Linked DNA regions of Capra hircus: region 1 is linked to region 2. The links are chromatin contacts, called in public Hi-C maps. All regions are on one chromosome and are shown on one strand. Each heading gives the region's core, a stretch centred on a gene start, on an enhancer-like site or on the middle of the called end of the contact. The rest is flanking DNA. Distances are from core to core; before and after follow the strand shown. Region 1 has its middle 19 kb from the start of TRNAC-GCA. Region 2 overlaps STAT3 (signal transducer and activator of transcription 3).

The links. Hi-C and Micro-C count contacts between places; a contact is called where the count stands out from the background.
Region 1: a contact with region 2 is called in a Hi-C map of blood, with 2.9 times the contacts expected there. The contact joins two enhancer-like sites. A contact is called at or near these places in 3 of 5 Hi-C or Micro-C datasets (all in blood).

What each region holds. Positions count from the first base shown.
Region 1 is chr19:42,141,192-42,143,917 of ARS1.2, reverse strand. No RefSeq gene overlaps it. Among named protein-coding and RNA genes, the nearest start is that of TRNAC-GCA, 19 kb to the right of the region's middle. Within about 2 kb of position 1,302, at least 2 of the 5 cell types and tissues checked have an H3K27ac peak or open chromatin away from gene starts, as enhancers often do.
Region 2 is chr19:42,064,572-42,067,348 of ARS1.2, reverse strand. It overlaps STAT3 (signal transducer and activator of transcription 3), which reads left to right. Exons shown (of 23, transcript NM_001314278.1): 17 at 796-848; 18 at 1,091-1,185; 19 at 1,312-1,451; 20 at 2,749-2,777. Among named protein-coding and RNA genes, the nearest start is that of STAT3, 23 kb to the left of the region's middle. Within about 2 kb of position 1,523, at least 3 of the 5 cell types and tissues checked have an H3K27ac peak or open chromatin away from gene starts, as enhancers often do.

The sequences.
Region 1 (2,726 bases), core at 53-2,552, 77 kb before region 2:
TCTAGAATTTCATTTACGCTCCTAAGATGTCACATATTCAAATCACTGTGCCTCTGACCAAATCTAGGCCATGGACCATTTCTAGAACTCACCTGCAGCATGGAATTGAGCATGGAGGAAGACACTTCCATGGTGATCCAGTGGTTAAATTTTATTTATTTATTTATTTTCGGCTGTGATGGGTCTTCTTTGCTGCTCGCTGGCTTTCTCCAGTTGCAGCAAACGAGGGCTGTTCTTTGCTGTGGTGCTCAGGCTTTTCATTACAGTGGCTTCTCTTGTTGTGAAGCACGGGCTCCAGGTGTGCAGGCTTCAATAGTTACAGCATGTGGGCTCAGTGGTTGCGGCTTATGGGCTCCGGAGCAAGGGTTCAGTAGTTGGGGCACACGGGCTTAGTTGCTCTGTGGTATGTGGGGTCTTCCCAGACCAGGGATGGAAATTGTGTCCCCTGCAGGCAGGGGACAGGCAGATTGACAGGCAGATTCTTAACTGTTGGACCACCAGGGAAATCCTGTCCGGTGGTTAAGACCCCAAGCTCCCAATTTAGGAGGCATGGGTTTGATCCCTGGTCTGAGAACTAAGATCTTGCATGCTGCTCAGCAAGGAAAGCTGATTTCCCAAAGGAAAAATGGGTCGCTGTTAGGGGAAGGAGAGAAGATGATGGGTGGACAAAGAATCAGGTGTTCCTTCCCATGGATCTATTTGTGATATTGTGCTAACAGCCATGATATAATGTATCTAGCTCTTGATCTGAAACATTTTGCAATTAGTGGGAGAGGCAGATGTTCAAAATAACTCAAAGAGATATTGAGTAAGAGAAGTAAAGCAAAATGCAATGGCAATACCCTGAAAACAGATTCACCCTGCTTGGGGAATATGGGGAAACTTATAGAGGAAGAGGGCTTTTAAGTTATAATCCTTCACAAAGGGTAGGATTTGAAATACACATTGCTGGAGGGCAGAGACAATATTTTACTTGATTTTTGTGTCACCTAACACCAAACTGTTAACACCTAACCTAACTGTTAGAGCCTAACAGTGTCTCATACATGATTTCATTGGTAAATGTTATTAGGTTGAAAGCATAACAAAAGAACACCGGCCAAAAGCGGAAAAAGGAACTTAGGTTGGAAGGTTGCCAAGGTGTCCCATGGACACCAAGGAGCTGCTGAGCGGTCAGGCTGGGAAGAGTAGGAATCAGGGGATCTCCAGGGACTTTTGAGAGGGAGATGATGGATGGCCCTCTTGAAAGCACTGACATTAATGGAACTCAGCTTGAAGGGCTCCCAGGCTCTGTGCCTCTCAGTTTCGAATTCCAAATTCCTGGCAGAGAGACTCTGTTTAAGCCAGTAAACATGTGCTCACCCAGGGTTTAATCATCTATGACCGGGAGAATAGGACCATGAAATACAGACATGCCTGAAGGGATCTATTCCAGCATATGAATGGGGAGTAGAGGAAGCAGTTCCTAGGAAAGGAGGACTCGTTGTGAGCCAGACAGGACCCAACAGGCATCTCTTGACATAGTAGATACTCAGTATGTGTTAAATAAATGAAAGTAGTGATGTGGGACAGGCACAGTCCTCCAGGCAAAGGGAGCAGTGTGTGGAAAGGCAAAGAGGCAGTAACACTGAGGACATGATTGCTGCTGCTGCTGCTGCTAAGGCACTTCAACCGTGTCTGACTCTGTGCAACCCCATAGACGGCAGCCCACCAGGCTCTGCCGTCCCTGGGATTCTCCAGGCAAGAACACTGGAGTGGGTTGCCATTTCCTTCTCCAATGCAGGAAAGTGAAAAGTGAAAGTGAAGTCGCTCAGTCATGTCCGACTCTTTGCAACCCCATGGACTGCAGCCTTCCAGGCTCCTCCACCCATGGGATTTTCAAGGCAAGAGTACTGGAGTGGGGTGCCATTGCCTTCTCCAGGACATGATTGAAGAACAGTTAATAGAATGATGAGGGGACTTCCATGGAGGTTCAGTGGTTAAGACTCTGTGCTTCCACTGCAGGGGGCATAGGTTTGATCCCTGGTCAGGGAAATAAGATCTCATATGCTGCATAGCCGGAGAAGGCGATGGCACCCCACTCCAGTACTCTTGCCTGGAAAATCCCATGGACAGAGGAGCCTGGAAGGCTGCAGTCCTTGGGGTTGCTGAGGGTCGGACACTACTGAGCGACTTCACTTTCACTTTTCACTTTCCTGCATTGGAGAAGGAAATGGCGACCCACTGCAGTGTTCTTGCCTGGAGAATCCCAGGGACGGGGGAGCCTGGTGGGCTGCCGTCTATGGGGTCGCACAGAGTCGGACACGACTGAAGCGACTTAGCAGCAGCGGCATGCTGCACAGCCAAAAAAAAAAAAAAGAAAAATTATGGAGTGTTGAAACCTATAAGAGTCTTGCTTTATTTATTTTTTTAATATTTTGACCACGTGGCTTTCAGGATCTTAGTTCCCCAACCAGGGATTGAACCCAGTGGAAATGTGGAGCCCTAACCACTAGACCACCAGAGAATTCCCAAAGGGTCTTGTTTTATAGATGAGAAAAGCAGGAGTCATTTTAGAGAAGAAGTTGCTGTGGATCTGGAAGAGAAGGTTGTTTGTTTGTACCTTATAAGACTCAGCATAAAATAGTTATCCGAAAAGAAGTGATCTTTGAAGTGCTAGGAACAGGTGAGCTAGCCAAGGGAGGGGGGAGTTAGGGAGAGAAGAGGATGGATTGTAAAATTAAAGC
Region 2 (2,777 bases), core at 274-2,773:
AGCAGGCCCTGGAGTCAGGACGCAGCGGAGGTTTGCGGCTGGTGATCACTTTTATGAGACGGGGGCAGATTTCTTTTCTGTTGGTGGCTGTCTCCCTGGGTACTTTGTCCAGCCTTAGGGAAGGTATTTTAAATGTATGTTAGAGCTAAAGGCTTGGCATCCCTGTCTGCTTCTTCAAGAAAATGTAGCTTGTTTTTATTTTTTTTCCTGGAAGAAAAAAGTCTTAGAATGTTTTACGTGCCATCTATGCTTTGTCCTGCGCTGCCACTAAACATGGGCTCCCCAGGTGCCTCAGTGGTAAAGAATCCACCTGCCAATGCAGGAGACTTGGATTTGACCCTTGGGTCGGGAAGATCCCCTGGAGGAGGAAATGATAACCCACTCCAGTATTCTTGCCTGGGAAATCCCATGGAAAGGAACCTGATAGGGCCACAGTCAGACATGACTGACCACCTGAACATTCATGACTAAACGTGACCCTGTAACTCAAGCTGTCAGCTTCTTAGTGTGTTCTGCTGATCCCCAGACTGCCACACGAGGCTAGAAAGGGCAGCAAGGACTTGATACATCACCCACCACCTCTGCTGAACAACAACTTAGGGGGCATCAAACGATGGGATTGGGTGTGTGGGAGCGGTGCATATGTATGCACGCAACAGTGGCAACATTCAAATACATGAAGAGCAAGTTTCAGGGCATGTTGTGGGACAGTTGTGTGTGTGTTCTGTTTGAAGAAAGATCTGGATTTAAAACTGCAAATCCTATGACTTTTTTTTTTTTTTTTTTTCATTTCAGGACCTGGTGTGAACTATTCAGGGTGTCAGATCACATGGGCTAAATTTTGCAAAGTAAGCCACCGTGTGAACTCCATCCATGAGGCTGCCTCATAGGAGGAGGAGGGGGCAGGGACACTTAGCTGTGGGGATGTTGTGGAGGGCAGTGGGCCTGAAGGCCCGGGACTCTTGGTCTGGCGGCCAAGAGGACCTGCCTGAGGGTAGATGGGCTTGAGGATTTTGGTGGCACCTCACCCCCTTAAAGGAAGAGCCCAGGGAGGTGGGGAACTGAGCTTTCCCATTACTCTTTTCTCCAGGAAAACATGGCTGGCAAAGGCTTCTCCTTCTGGGTCTGGCTGGACAACATCATTGACCTGGTGAAAAAGTACATCCTGGCCCTTTGGAACGAAGGGTAGGTTGGAACTCGTGTGTCTGACAGAACACACAGGGGTGACAAGTCCCCTACTCTCCCAGCAGGCTGGCTGCATACCAGAGGTCCCTCAGCCCCAACCTTGCTGTTGCTCCTCTCTGTCTCCAGGTATATAATGGGCTTCATCAGCAAGGAGAGGGAACGGGCCATCTTGAGCACTAAGCCCCCAGGCACCTTCCTGTTGAGATTCAGTGAAAGCAGCAAAGAAGGAGGAGTCACCTTCACCTGGGTGGAGAAGGACATCAGCGGTAAGCTTAGCGATTCCCCACCCCAACTGGTGGCCAGCATGGCTGTGGCTGGCCTTGGCTGCTGCTAGTTTCAGGCACCTGCTGCCCCCTTGTGGGCGGGGATGGCCTCGCACTCCCCTGCCTCAGACTTGGAAGGTACCCGGTGATCATTTTTATGAGATGGGAAGACTTGGCTTCTCTAAATTCTTCCAGCTGGAGGATTGGTTTGCCAGTTTTATTTTGCTCCCCACAAGGGGCTAATCAGTTCAGTTCAGTCGCTCAATCGTGTCTGACTCTTTGCAACCCCATGAATTGCAGCACACCAGGCCTCCCTGTCCATCACCAACTCCCGGAGTTCACTCAAACTCATGTCCATCGAATCGGTGAGGCCATCCAGCCATCTCATCCTCTGTCATCCCCTCCTCCTCCTCCTCCTGCCCCCATTCCCTCCCAGCATCAGAGTCTTTTCCAATGAGTCAACTCTTCACATGAGGTGGCCAAAGTACTGGAGTTTCAGCTTTAGCATCATTCCTTCCAAAGAACACCCAGGACTGATCTCCTTCAGAATGGACTGGTTGGATCTCCTTGCAGTCCAAGGGACTCTCAAGAGTCTTCTCCAACACCACAGTCCAAAAGCATCAATTCTTCGGCGCTCAGCTTTCTTCACAGTCCAACTCTCACATCCATACATGACCACTGGAAAAACCATAGCTTTGACTAGACGGACCCTTGTTGGCAAAGTAATATCTCTGCTTTTGAATATGCTATCTAGGTTGGTCATAACTTTCCTTCCAAGGAGTAAGCGTCTTTTAATTTCATGGCTGCAATCACCATCTGCAGTGATTTTAAAGCCCCCCAAAATAAAGTCTGACACTGTTTCCACTGTTGCCCCATCTGTTTCCCATAAAGTGATGGGACCAGATGCCATGATCTTAGTTTTCTGAATGTTGAGCTTTAAGCCAACTTTTTCACTCTCCTCTTTCACTTTCGTCAAGAGGCTTCCATCAGGGGGCTAATATTTGCCTAGAAATTGGTAATTTTTTTTGAAATTTGCTCTTTAAATTGTATTCTTCATCTCCTTTCTTACCCACTCTGTTCATATATCTTATCAAAGTAATTATTCAAGTATGTTACTTGTGGCCCAGCTGAATAGCTTCTCCCGAAGCCAGCTGAACATTTCCACAGCGCCAGACGACTGGGCAGAATATTCAGGGTCTCGAACACTAGGTTGGTATAAGCCTTTCCCCCTCAAGGGAAAATCAATCAGGCAGTCTTTTCTAAGATCACCTGAGTCTTCTCTTCCCATATCCCATGACAGGCAAGACCCAGATCCAGTCAGTGGAACCT